2 separate regions of the Salmo salar genome follow, and region 1 is linked to region 2. The links are chromatin contacts, called in public Hi-C maps. All regions are on one chromosome and are shown on one strand. Each heading gives the region's core, a stretch centred on a gene start, on an enhancer-like site or on the middle of the called end of the contact. The rest is flanking DNA. Distances are from core to core; before and after follow the strand shown.

Region 1 (7,561 bases), core at 2,047-4,546, 58 kb after region 2:
CTCCCACCTACGACCCCCAAACGCTTCCTACCCTAAAAGGATGATTATTCACGGAACAGCCTACTCAGAGCCCTAAACTCTGTTGTGAAAAGGAATTGTGAAAGTTCAAAGGTCATTGTTAAAACCTCTTCCAGTGGGGTAGCCACAAGGCTATGACCTAATTTCTACCTTAATGCCTCTTTACCTCCCCTATTCCCCCGTTCTCCACCTCTACCCCCCCGTCTCCCCTTCCCCCTTCCCCCTCTGCCCTCCTAGCCATTCAGGTGATCTGCATTTTTCTCATTCATGAGACAGGGCAGTTATTCTCCAATAGGGTGAATGTCCTTGCTCATTACCGACACTGATAGCTACAGGAAACACAACATTACCTGGAGCTAAGCCTCAGCGGCCAGTTAGCCAGGCTCTCAGTGTGAGTCACCTACCACCTTTCCCCATCGCATCTAACGGGAAGCTGGCTGGAAACTGGAAAGTCTCTGCCCCCAAATATAGGGTACTGTGATGGACACAGTGACACACCGGGTGGAATTGATCTTCTGGCGCCTTCTGTCTCAACTGTTCCATCAGACAGAAGGGGTTATTTGGATATTTTTCTGGGTTGTTCGTTACGGATCGAGTGCAGATCCAGCACCTCCCAGCTCGGGAGCCTGTTGAGAGGGCTTTGTGGAAGAGTGTAGGGAAAGGGGAAGAGTAGGCACACAGATGCACGTTTGCAGCACATTCACCCAAGTATGTTTATTTGAGTGTGTGCTTTGGGCATGTTCAGATGGTCAGTGTATGACTCAAGGTTTGTATGCATGTATGACACGGATATTTTGTAGTGTGAGAGTTAGGGTTTGTTTAACAGCTCGACAGTAAAACACAGTCATATTTTTGTTCTTAACACGCTGTTTTTTCTCTTTGGAAGAATCTTTTACTTTTAGATGACTTGATAGGACCTTTTTTTTTATTATAAGGGTACAGAGAAACAGTCACAGTAGAAATATCGATTGTCAAATGTCTTTATTTGTTTTAAGAAAGATGATGAGATTCCAATCAGACTCCTTTTTTTTTGTCACTGACAATGAAAGGAGAACTCGCTCTCTCAACCTTCCACAAAAAGCTGTCATTATGGAAGGTTATAGACATCATAATCAATGCACTTTTGAAACTGCCCTCTGTACTGCTATGCCTGACAGCCTAATACCAGAGTTCTGAAAGGGTTACGTCAGACATGTATAAGCCTGATATTAAGCAAGACTCAAGTGAGCAATTACAAGTGTCATTTTAATTATCTGTAAAAGTCATTCCCTTTATTTACCTCCAATCAGGAGAAAGAAGAAAGCTGGTGAGAATCAGCTGGTAACAGGTAGCATCAGTCAAAATGCCAGCTATAATTGCCTTTGTTGAGGGCGGCACTTAAACTAAAGCAGGAGAAAAATAGAAAGTGTCATCTGAAAGAAAACGTAGCCCTAGAAAGTAAACATGATGATTTCTTTGTCTATCTCATCTAGAAACACAAAAGATTGATTAGCGGTGAGGTATAGAACAAAATAATGGCAGAGTGTAGGCTAACATTAGTAGGTTCGAAATGACTTTGTTTCAGAGTACAATGCCCGACGTCAGGCTGGTGCTTATATTATACTGAGGCGTCTGTCAGAGATGTCACCTAAACAAAGCAGGCTTTCTGAAGTCAATGCTACATGCTTCTTTGATTGACAAGTTGCACACTGTCATTTTTGTCTTCTCCAAGCTCTTTGGTGAGTAATGCTCTGTCTGATAGCCAATGTTCTAGCTTGGAGATCACGTCCAGCGAGCTCCCCTCTCCTACTCCCTACCTCTCCCCTAAAACATGTAGACCTGTATGGAAGCACAGATCCCCAATCTGGCGTTAGAAGCTTTTCATGGTTTGGTTTGGACAACTGTAGATGTCTAGAGGTTTGCAGGGAGTGGGGTGATCTTCACGTCTCCTCTATGTCCAAGGTCCATTGTCTCCAGGTTCGTTGCTCAATATTGAAGACGTCACATTGTAGCACCTCTTTTCATGCGTTAACCAATACGCTATACATAGACCCATAGTACACTGAAAAATTCCCTATGAGAGTTTTGGGGTGTAAAGAAAGGCCTTTTAAAACCTGTCCATCCTTAGATAATGTCATTCACCCCTCCTGGGTATTTGTCAGTATTCAGGCTGTGTCCAGAGATCAGGTCTGCAGGGGCGGGGTAATAGCTTCCCAGGCCTCCTGCTTCTTTGTTACCCCCTGCCGCCCGCCTGCTAGGCCACCCTTAGAAACCTGCCTGGGAGAAAGGGGAGTAGGGAGTCCACAGCACGTTGTGTTGCTAAGAAGGGGGGTTAGGGGGTTAGGGGGGGGGTTAGGGGGGTAGGGGGTTAGGGGTAAGTTGGGAAGGGGCCAAAGGGGAAATACAATAATAATAATAATAACATATTATCAATTGTGGGCCAAGGTATATCGGGGACCACACAGCAGGAGTTTGAATGTCTCACTTTCTTTTTGGCTTTTCTTTGGCTTTCTCTTTTTTTCATGTCTGAGGGCATTACCCAGTCTGAACTTGCCTAAACCCTTGTGGTCACACCTCTTGAAAAGGTTTTGTTTCCCCCGTCAATTGGTATTCTAACCAGGTCAGCTGATTCTGCTGGCCCTGTCTACGCAGCCGTTTTCATTTTAATTTGCGCCTGTTGTTCGGAAGGCAAGTGCAGACCCGTGGATTATACAAAGATCATGTATGAACATACTGTATATGCTCAACGTAATCTTATTTCTCTCCATAGTATATAACAAGAAAATATCTGATTTATTTTCCCTTCTCAGTTTTGGAAATTTGGAAGCTATTAGAGTTTTATTTAGTAGTCATTTATAGCTACAGTACAGCAATTAAAACGGACCTTAAACATTTTTGCACTCTGCTTTTTCCTCGTCTTCCCCTAGCCACATTTGAAATTGGTTCCCATGATGTCATACTCTGATTTCCCCCCTTTGTGGTTGTTTTGAGTCTGTTTCTCCAGAGTAGTGTTTTAGGAACTAGCAGTGAGGTGTGTGATGCGGTGATGTGGCGGTCCTGTTTCTCTCGCTGAGCTAATGTCCTGTGTTTATTCCTCTAATAAGTCTTTTGACTTCCTTCGTAGGACAGACAATTTATGGACCTTGTGTGTAGACTGGAGAGGCTAGAGAGACAGCCTTGTGAGGGCAGACTAATTCACAAACAGCCACCTTCAATTGAGTTCACAGCCCTTATTTACAGGCTGCCTATTTTAAGATAAGCTGCCATGTGTCTGGGACCAAGTGTTGTGGAATCAAGCGGGCCGCTACTTGTGTGAGTTATTTTAATATGGGGCTCGACTGCGCAGTATTTCCCTCCGCAAACCATGACTCATTGACAACACTCCCTGAAAAAGACAAGAGGAGAGGAAATGGAGGGAAAGGAGTGGGATGCAGGTCCTGTTTTGATTAAGTTAGGGGTGTTTTATACTGTATGTATTATTTCATCTATCATTGTAAAGATCTGACTTGACGGTTGATGTCTGTCAAGTTCTGGGGGAAAATACAGTACAGTAGGTACGTCACTTACTTAAGGAGTGGTGAATGTGATGAAATGACTAGGGGTTAAGCCATTTCAATCCAGGGTGGTATGGCTATTTGACATTTGTAAATATCAGAAGTGCAGAGTATCTCTGCCACGTTGGGTATGCTTTAGATCTGTGAGCCCAACTGAAAGGTGTAGCTAGGTTGGCATCTCAGGCAGTCTACTGCGGGAGAAAATGTGTGGCTATTTTGGCGTGTCTACGTAGCAGCTGACTGACTCCACACAGCATGATGGTTAAAGTTACAGATTCCAGTCTGTCGCGGTGGGTGTTGTTGTAATTGGGATGTACCCCCACAAGAAAGGGCCCATGTCTCAAACAGGAATGGGTTTAAACCTGTAATCAAATAAAATCAAAGTTTATAGGTCTCTTAAACAGTTTGGCAGATGTTATAACAGGTGCAGCGAAACGATTGTGTTACTTGCTCCTAACAGTGCAGTGCAATCATGACTTCATCTAAGGACATAATCCTCTTTGACCTTTTTTCCATTTCAGCGTCAGTACAATGAACACCAAACGTGAATTCCTGTGCAGTGACCCATCTTGTTTTGTTTTGTGTTCTCCCTCATTGCAGCGTTGAATTATGAGAATGTGATGGATACTGGTTCAGAGACAGAGGATGAGGACAAGCTGTTGGTATCGGAGGAGGACGGCCTACTTAACGGGGTGGGCAGCCCTGCCAGCCTGAACAACCACGACGCTGGATCCCCGAGGGTGGGCCACACCCTGATGACAAAGGAGGATGAGGACGATGACATGAGGGACAGTGGAGTAGACCATGTCTGGCATGACAACGACATGCTGCACGCCTCAGTCGACGGTACTGGTGAGTGTCTCACACACACACACACACACACACACACAGAAGCGCACGGATCACGGCCAAAATGTTTTTCCGATTTATTTGATTTTCCATGAGATGATAGGTTAGCCAACTCCTCCCCCTCCACCACCTCCACAGTAACAGGGGCAGCGATTGGCCGTGCATGCCAGTCATAGGAAGTGTATGAGATCAAACCACATTTTGACATGCAGTGAGTTGACAGGGGCAAGCAGAGTCAGGAGACATTACTGTAACTTGACGATAAATAGGAAACGTATGACGGTGCCACTTAAGATTGCAGAGGAATGTTGGAGATTCCTACACCCCACATGACTGAAACTCACTCGGCTCGTCCCAACGCTAAATCTCGACCATATTTATTCTCATCTTTATCCTCACTAAAATAAACCAGAGTTATATAAGATGATATTAACAGATAGTTTTTCAATCATAAAATTAAGAGCATACATGACGTTTTCTAAGAATCGCCTCTTTTGATTGTCTATATTATCGCAATATGATCAGACTTTCAGTATGTGATTGATATAGCTTCATTTGCTAATAATCTAGTTTAGATCATTTCAGGCAAGTGATACATACAACTTTTGTGGCGCCTTCCATTTTGTTTTATTTGGAGCATCACTGATAGCAGAGAGCCTAGTCATGGATGCTTGAAAGATAAATACTTTTAATTAGGGCTAGGCGATAATCATTAAAGGAAGCCAGACTGCTGCAAAAGTCATTAACAATCTTAAATGAAATTTTTATTTTTATGATAGCCATTTACATGTATAATAGGAGTCAATGATTCTTGCAGCGGTGTGACAGAAACAGAGTGTAGCGAGAACTCATGTAAGACACCCCATTTAAACGAGCCGGTGTTAGCTATTCATTTCTCCTAATGAACTGGGTTCTGTAGAGTGCTGAAAAGGGGGAAATATTTCACCATCTAAAATGTTATTACGCTCCAAAAATGATCATCTATTGAAAAAGGAGGAAGTTCACTTAGGGGGTTACTGATTATCGACGTACAAATCGGAAACATAATTGTCGTAGACAATCGATGTATTATTTTGCTCTGTTTATGGATATTTCTACTAGTGAAGGTTCATATGGGGTTTGATTCTTTAAAAATAGAAATGTTCCAATAAATCAAGATCAAAAATAAACAAGTAGTCAAAGCGTACAGTAATTGTTTATTTGATAAAAGCCTGTGGTGCCTTAATGTCTGTAATTCAACTATGTTGCAATTCCCAGATAATCTGCTTCTCATGTGATAAAACGTCGTCTGCCATATTTCTGAGACCTTGTGTAGTTAATTAGTGCAGATGATGGGAGTCTTCGCTTTCCCAAGCTTGTGGGCATTATGTTTGACTGTCCTTTTTCCTCTTTCACGGTGCCTTACTGTCTACAATGATACCTCAGCACATAACTTTACCCGGAGATAAGCTGTGCTTTTCTCCCCTGCCTTTTCTACGTCAGCTTTAGTACTCTGTCCAGAGGATGCAGGTTTTGAACAGAAGAGCACTGCAAAGGTTTCTTAGCTGTGCCTTTCCGGTGCCAGCACAATCAGAGTTTTGTGTTCTAGAATGGTCCTTGACATTCTTTTATCCCACAATGGGGTGGGCTGGAATACATGACATCACTATCACACTATCATTCTAAAAGAAATCACCTGCATTCTCCCCTTTCTGCCCTTGTCTCTTTCTTCTCCTGGCCCGGCTCTGTTCAAGGACGTTCAGAGAACTAACAGAAAGGAGGAGGAGGACCTTTGTTTTTATTGCACCCTGTTCCACTGGTAACTGGCCATAAAAATAGGAATGTTTTCAAAACAAACAGCATCAATGGCGTTAAGTAAATAGGTGGACTTATGGCAGGGGAAAGGTATTCTGGACCCCTCCTAGGTCGCAGTCAGAAACTTAAACATCGTCCTTCAGTGAGGTGCAGGCCTTCTCTCACACTCCCCCTCTCCTTACATGATTTATCAGGTAGAGACAGACAGAGAGAGCAGACTGGCTCTCAACTCCCATTACACTTTCAACTATAAAAACTGTCTCTCTCCAATGGATGTGTAGCTGTCAGAAGCAATAGAAATGGCCCAAAAAGGATCTGTGCAAAGGGCCATAGAAGTGAGGTAGGTGTAAGTGGTCTTAGCCTACCTCCTGCTGGAAGTTCTCTCAGTCTCATTCCTTGACCACATACAGATTATAGGGACTGTTCAGGGTAAAGAGGGGACAAAAAGCAAGTCCCCACTTGTGCTCCTTGAGTCATATCAAAAATATGCAGTGAAATTGGATTACTAAAGGCTGCGAAAACCAAAATGGCTGCATCCATGCAAACTCTCCCACTTTCCAGGAAAAAGAAACGTGAGGGCAAGAGGAAAAGAGAGCTTGATTAACATTCAGTAAATTAGAAATGACAAAAAAGTAACTATTCATATATGCTGGTCTCTTAAACACCAGAATTATATTTGTGGCTGTGGTGGAGGATTTTTTTGATTGCTCACAATACTCCAGTGTATCTTCAACAATATTGCTAAAGGGCCATTTCCTTAGAGTGCAGCCTGGCTTGATGTCATTACTGAGAAGACAACGGCACTCCAAACCCCCTCGTATGCAAATGAAAATGGCTGGCAAGTTTCTCCACCACACAGTCAAGCTTCATGTCAAGGGAAAGTTGAGTACTTTTCATTCAAAAGAGTAAAAAAAACATCTCTGAAGCTATTGGCTGTTTAAAAAAAATATCTGTTTAGTGCAGAAGGAAACCATCTCACTTCAAGCGAAAGAAACAGAAAAAACCCTCTCTTAATGATTGAAATAAACCAAACCATTAAAACAACAGATGTTTCACTCTACACCAAAATATACGGTGTATATATATATATATATATATATATATATATATATATTATTTTTGTATTTTTATTTTTTGATGATTATTACTTTTTTTTTCTGCATTTGATTCGTGATAGCTAATTCACTTTTTATTCTGAAGATTTTACACAGCTTGTCAGCTACTTTTCAAACTCATTTCCAAAATGTTTTCTGTTAAGTCCAAGATGCAAGAGACAGTAAAGAAGAGAAATCCTCTATTCCCTTAATCCATTGATTTGTTTGTTTACCCCTCCATGGCAACACAGTATCCTTGAGACCATAGAAATC
Region 2 (7,363 bases), core at 1,478-3,977:
AAACAGTCGAGCATCTTGATTGATGATTTAATTATCCATACAATTGATAACTGCATAGGACAGGACAGCAAATATAATACTTTATTTACATAACCAATCACAGCGTTGCAAAGGTGGAGCCTTTCTCTCCATCTATAGCGAGAGACAGACAGAAAATGAAGCAGCAGCATCACAGGGAAATACATAAATAAATCAAATAGAGGAACATTAATTGGAGTAATAGCCATGGCATATAGTTGCAATAGAGTGAAATATGTTCGTCGATATAACCTTGAATAACACCTGTGGAAAAAAAGGAATAAAGTATACCCTTGACGTATTTCAAACCTGGTCAGAGTGATGAGTGCACATAGACTTTGTTTAAAACACACGGGGAAAACTTCAACTAAAGTACCTGTACGCAGCTGACTCCACCTGGCAAGTGCGAGAAGCATCTCAACATACACATCTCTGTCGCTCTTGTAGATGCATGGGGCACGCGCCGTTATACATGCTCATAGTGGTTATTGCGATAGTAAAAATAAACGCACGTCTATAGAGGAGGCAAATAAATAAACGTTTACAAATATAAAACATGAACAACCCAAACCGCTGATGCTCACTTCCTTAACTCTGCAAACCTTACATTTTCATCCCTGGTATGTGTGAGAGTCAGTCAAACTTCCAACGCTTATCATTTTGGTCCGTTTTCCCCCCTTCCAGTTGTGGTCATGTGCGTTGAATATGAGAGTGTTCCAACTTTTCTTCTTCCGGATAATATTCTTGCTTCTTCGGCTGCTATACATGGTAGTCGTAGTCCGACAGTCACAGTTCATTTCACTCGGATCAAACAGCTTGGGAGAGAGAGAAAAAACGTATCACGTTTAGCAAAAGATGCTCACGTTTGGTCCTGCTCAATTATCCCCTCCCGTGACGATAGGTGGCGCGTGTCCCAGGGTTGGTTCTCTCCTCTCCTCTGTATTACAGAAAAGAGAAAGAAAAAATGTCATTAGAAGAGGCGTAACACGTCAGTCCGTCCCCAGGTTTGTTTCCTGGAGTGTCTGAAAGAGATCAGTCCTAACCTGCCCTAGCAGGAATAACGGTCCTTCTCGAACCACTATTTCTAAGGCTTTATTATCATTGCAAGGATCCCTGCACATTTCTCTCCACAATTGCTTACCGCTGCAGTCTCCTGTTATCACTACAACCGAAGTCAACCGAAAATATACTACTATAGGAAATCAGGTATGTGTCCGTTTCTTTACCTCGACTAATAAACTTTATACAATTGGTCATTTATAATTTTTGAGATCGCGACTTAGAGCTTTTGTAGGGGCTTTGGTGCTATAGTATTGCGTTCACGTTAAACTTTCTCTACCTGCACAGGTGGATGAGGGAGCGGTGCGCTTTAAGTATCTAGGCTTGCAGTGCGTTTCATCAGAGAAGATGCAGTTTTGTAGAATTTGCTGAAAAACCTACTCTTCGAGCCGAAAAACCATTAAAAAAAAGAGAAGAAGCTCTCTCTTATTCAGCTTTGGATTCAGTTTCACCGAGCCATGCCTGCACCCTTTTGTATCCAACTCGTTTTTGTTAGTGTCTTTCTGTATCCTTTGGTTTCGTAGAGCAGAAGTTGTCTGTCTCACAATAGGGTAAATATTCGCGTATCATATCCATGTCATTTACATCATTTTGTTCAGATAGCTATAATATGTTTCATATCCTGTCTGGATAATTGTATTTTTGTTGACACATCATTTTGTGGTATTTGTTAGTTTTTGTGTGTTTATTTGTTTTTCCTGTCGTGGGTCGTTCCCCATAGTAATACAATCCAATGACAGAAATTAACCCGCTCATTTTGCTCGATTAGTCCATTGAAAGCATGAATGTTTTCATGTTTTGTCTGTTTTTTTACTTATTTATTTATGTACGTATTTCAGCATGCTAGGCCTAAAACGTAAAATATGCATGCTATCTAAAATTAATCTTAAATTAACACATGTAATCTTCGTAAATTAATGGTGGAGTACTTTTACATTTAGGCATTTAGGCCTACGTATTTCACAACATAGCTTTTTGTATCATCTTTATATTTTTTTATTGTTGTGTGTTGTAAGTGATATATTGCCTGGCGGAGTGAAACTGTTCTTTCAACCTTCTGATATTTACATTTGACACAAAGCAAATCGTTGAACTCATAACTTTAACATTGTGTCATCATCAATATAGGTTACTCTCAATTTTAAAAAAATGTAGGTTAAAAAACATGAACCCAGATAAACCAATGTCGGCCTACTGTTTGCGATGTACGAGTTATTTTTTTATATATATATCGAAGCAGAACATAAAAAGAAAACAGCACAAAAGAAAGAAAAGGAGCAATGGTAAAACTTTACTTATTTGAATTAAAACAATGTAAAACGCATGCTTAACCCAGCACGACCAGTCCGTCTGAATTATGCCTCATACTGAAGGTGTAACTCCCTGTCTCCCCCTTTCTCTGCATCCTCTCCTTCCCCGTCGTCAATGTTCACTTCCACTTATCATCATCCCGATCACTGGCATTATACAGATCAACAATACATTGATCGACCCCTTATCGTACTTTAGCATAGGTATAAAATACACGTTTTGTATATTAATAAATGGTTTTTCTATTATTTTCTGTTTTATTTGGCGCCTGATATTGAAATATGTTCTCCCAGTCAGTCCAGTGTACCCACATTGTTGCTGCCTGTGTTTGGTTGTTAGATATTGAGCCTGCGTGCTGCTGCTGCTGATTCAAGGAGTCGAGTCCATGCGAGCTGCCATCTGATCCACTCTTATCAATGAAGCACGAGATCATGGCGGATGGCCCCAGGTGTAAGAGGCGAAAACAAGCCAATCCAAGAAGGAAAAACGGTAAGAAAAGACATGAAAATAACAAACTGTCATTTGCGAAATATGTTTGTTGTGGATCTAGAGTTGTAATGTTGTCACTGTGACTGTAGTTCAGAGGGGCTGGCTACGAATTGCCAAATGCGTGTTCTGTTCTGCTCTCGTCTCATAGGAAATAAAGGGACACTTCTAACTGGGAAAGAATGCGTAATGTGTCAGTATTGTACTGTGGACATGCGGGACTGTCTATCCTTCATTGTGAAATTAGGATCACAACGTCTTTGCTCATTTCGTAATTTTTACAGAGACGATTTGATGGGAGTTGTAATAAGTTGAGAGTTTATCGTTGTGCGAAAAGACTGAGTAGCAGTGGGAGGAATTTCAGAAAGTTTCCCTGCCCAGATAACGGTTCAGTAGCGAAGTCCCTTATTTTCCACCAAGACAAACCCGTTAGATGAGGACTGATTTTATTTGCTGTTCTGTAGTTGACGTACCTGTAGATTTAGTGGTTTGAGCATTTTATTCAGCAAGTGTTTGTTCCTTATGCTACACATTGCTTAGAGTCTCTCACACCCCTGAGTATATTATGACATTAATGTAATTCATTTTTATATGTCTAAACGTTATTGGTATGTTTAGTCCTCGCGTTGTACCCAAATGATTTGTTATAGTGTCTATCTGCTTTCTCTCGAAGCATAGTCCCCTTTTAGTAGGAAATGATTAGTGTCCCAAACCGTTGGCAACTGGCAAGAATATGAAACAGAACATGGGTGGACAATTCGCAGTGAACATTCTGCAATAGCTTAGTTTACTAATGTATTATAACCAAATAATATGGCATGTGCGCTAAGATGGTGATATTGACCGGTGGTGTGTCTCGTGTCATTTATTTTATTATTAGCATTATGAAGTGCTTTGTGTGGAGCAAATAGCGGTGAAGGATACATTTGTCACTCTGCTATTGTCAACTGTTTGTCCACCCACCGAACTGTGTTACATGTTGGGAGTTATTGAGCCATGGCGTGGATCGCTTTTCGCAGGGAATAGACGTTTGTTCCTTTCCCTTTTTGTGGACTGTAGACTACAATACACCCCGTGCACAAGTAAATCCAGCATCACCACGTCTGGGTCCCGAGATCTTTTCTCAGACGGGAATGCTTTGGATGTTCATTGTTGTTGTACAAAGTAGCCTTATCAAATGCGTATGAATTTTTGCTTATACTTATGAAATGTCTCCCTTTATGTGGCTCTTTTCCTTATTAAATTTTGTGTATTGATTTTGTACAATCAATACAAGGAGAGTCATTGGTGCTTCAAGCTTGTTGTTGTTCTGAATAACAAAAGACAGGAGTGAAAGTAGGTTCCCCTTTTCACTGTAGTTTCTAGGAGATACGAATGTTCTTGCCTCTTCTTGCCTCTGAGCACCAGTTCCCACCTGTTCCAGTAAACAAAAGTTTGGATTACTTTAAAACACTCCATTCAAGTAAGTGTTTTTTCTGACAAACACACAGGCTGACTGATTGACATTTGCATTTGTCAGAAACAAAAATCCTTTCAAATTCCCCCCTTGCAACAGCAACAAGCAGCAAGCAACTTCACACACTCTCAATGCAAAAATAATTAACATGTTATTTTAGTCGCTTCCCCCTCAGTGCCGATGTGGTGTGCAGCGTGCACATATTATAGGCTGACTGAGCAAGTAGAAATTCGACATTCTTGATTCTATCATATTTTTTGAATATGCCATTGTGATCACTGAGTTGCCCCCCCTCCCCCTATTTACATTTTCTCGTCATGGGATGCCTTCAATAGCTCTCTCCCTTTGGGAATGCTGTGGTTGAGCTATTCAGACAGAGTGGATTTTATTTTCTCCCCTGGATGCATGGAGAGATGTCATAGGAGCTGAGCTTGTGTGTCTGGCCGATAGATAACACCACTATATAGCTATATATGAGGATCCTTATCAGACCGATAGCCTACATACTGAGATTACTTGAACGCAGTAAACAAGATTAAAAAAATTGAAATTGAAATATTTTGAATATTGATAGATTGATGATGTAAATGATTTTTTTAATGACATGGGTAGAGAAATAACTGATTTTCTTCTGCATGACAGTTTGTCGTGTTTTCCAGAAGACATTTATCTGTAGTTATAGAATATTTTCAGTAGGATTTCAACGTTGCGATTCACAATTATAGCTCAATTCTATAGCCAGTATTCTGACCTTAGAGTGAGACTGGAATTCCAGGTGAATTTATTCAGATTAGGTTATTTGGTCACATTATAGTTGATAATAATGGTTCTGTAGCCGTGCATGGTGTATTTGGCTTCGCTGTTTGTTGATAACACGCCTTTGGCGTGTGATTCTATAGGCCCACATATGATACTATACATGCTTATCGCATCCAGAGTTAAAGAGTGTAAAGTCAATCTCACAGTTCGGTGCAACTTGATATTGGCAACTCTGTAGTTTGTTGGAGTTTTCTCTCTGCCTGCCTTCCCAGGTGTTGCAAGTCAGACCCAGCTGTGGGGATCTACCTCTCCTTGTGTTTATAAGTAAAGCTGGAAAAGTACTCCACAAACCTATTCCCTTCTAACTTGATTAGTCAATCAGTACTGTTAAAAAGTAGTACTTTTGTATGGCATACTTTCAGTTTCCACACTTTTATTGCTCTCTCAGTATAGGTAAAGAGACATTTACTATGGAAATGACAGACAGGGGTACTGATCAGTATCTCCCGCTCATCTATTTGGTTTACGTTCAACTCTGGGGTAATGTTGGAGTTGTGTGTGTTATGTGGTTTTGTCTGTATTGGGTGTGCCATTTTATGAGGTGGTACATAAAATGATACCACTTTTTCAGGAGAAGTTTCAAATGTAAAGGTAGCAATTCCAATGGTCGTTTTTTCGGACATTTTCTGTAATGCAATACAAAGACCTATACATTTTCAATCAACAGAAAGCCTCTCCATAGATGTTACCATACTCCAGAATATATTGATTACATAATTAAAGGTATAAAAGAAGAAGAAGCTTTCGAGCTTCTCTCTGTGTCTCTCTCTCTCTCTCTCTGGCTCCAATAGTTTAATACAATGCTGTGAATGTGATTATAAAAGCCTGTGTGCATTCACGCTAAAGATATAAAGGAGTTCTACTAATTCTTTAGCCTCAGCTCTGCCTTCAGCCCAAACAATGGCAGATTCCTTCCAGTCTAAACATTTTGTCCATCTCTATTATTCATTTGCTTTTAAGGTGCATTTGCTCCCGAGTCGAAGAGAAAAAGCTCCCCTTTCCTTCCCCCCCACCAAGCCCCCCCCCCTTTCCCTTTTCACAAATGTTTCCTCTTCCCAAGGTAGGCTCTATTTTGTTGCTGTCACAGGGAAAAGGAGGGCAGGTTCGCTGGCGCTCACGGACAATTGATTGTCAGTCGTAATGTGTTTCATTTACATGTTTATAACGTCAATAGTGCTGGGGTGTCCACTGTACCATTTATGCTGTCATTCCCACAAGGGTGCAATTGTCTAAGCAGCCATAGCTAGTCACCTTTTCTGATGGCTTTTTCACTCGGGCAAGAAAATGGAAAGGGCGGTGTTGCCGTGGTGCATCAGTGTTTAGAAAAGGATTATTTTGTTTAAGCAAGTGAAATAATTACTGCAGATATTACGAGCCAGCAAGAAATAATCTCCCTTCAGCAGAGGCCTGCACTGTTCGCATGGCAGTAGTGACAGTGGTGAGACATGAGGTGTCCAGACAGACTCAGGGTTTTTAGAAAAGCGATTTCATATATTTCATATGATGAGATATTATTTGATGATTTACTTTAGACTCATAGACTGATGGTGTCTGGTAATGGTAGATGCAGCATGTAGAGGATGTGTGTTTTTTGTGCACTGTTCCCAAAACAACATCCTGATCCTGATTCCTGGCATGTCGTTATGCCAGAGACCTTTTCCCGCTTTTCAAGCAGATACAGTTTGGTTGATGCATCACTGTAGTTTGATGTTTGTCATTTTTTATCAAACGGGGGGTCATCATGAGCTAAATATATCCTTCTGCTAAAACGACTATAGTCGGACGTACACCACTGAACACATTTCTGTTACTGGATCTCTTACCTGTTAGATTTCAGAACTTCCAGAATAATAAAAAAAGCTCCATATGCATTCCATTGCCTAGTGTGGTGACTTTCGACTTAGTAAAGGTTTTCGTTCATTCAAAACTACATAGATCTCCCTGACATCACGTTAAGCCACAAACACATGTTGTGTTTGCTGTGAGGAACCAGATTCACGCCAGTATCAGACGATTACGAATCTCATAGAACACTAATGACCATCTCCTCAGTCGGACACCAATACGCAACTTTATCCCAAAACATTTTGTCTGTTTCAAAAAAAATCTTTCCCATTTTATTTATTTTTTGGGTTTTTGGGTTCTATATTTTTTTCTCCCTCTCTGGCTTGTGAAGATATTTCCGCCTAACAGGGAGAACACACACAGCAAAGG

What was found. Hi-C and Micro-C count contacts between places; a contact is called where the count stands out from the background.
Region 1: a contact with region 2 is called in a Hi-C map of muscle, with 5 times the contacts expected there. The contact joins the enhancer-like site here to the promoter of LOC106575232 in region 2. A contact is called at or near these places in 2 of 3 Hi-C or Micro-C datasets (gill and muscle).

The regions. Positions count from the first base shown.
Region 1 is chrssa17:11,258,060-11,265,620 of Ssal_v3.1, forward strand. It overlaps LOC106575232 (zinc finger E-box-binding homeobox 2), which reads left to right. Exons shown (of 10, transcript XM_014151610.2): 2 at 4,149-4,403. Among protein-coding and RNA genes, the nearest start is that of LOC106575233, 58 kb to the left of the region's middle. Within about 2 kb of position 3,297, at least 1 of the 13 cell types and tissues checked has an H3K27ac peak or open chromatin away from gene starts, as enhancers often do. A contact at or near this core is called in muscle, where this site is marked.
Region 2 is chrssa17:11,201,037-11,208,399 of Ssal_v3.1, forward strand. LOC106575232 (zinc finger E-box-binding homeobox 2) reads left to right here and starts at 2,728. Exons shown (of 10, transcript XM_014151610.2): 1 at 2,728-2,877. The coding sequence starts at 2,805. LOC106575233 (a long non-coding RNA gene) reads right to left here and starts at 2,864. Exons shown (of 3, transcript XR_001321708.2): 1 at 2,700-2,864; 2 at 1-955.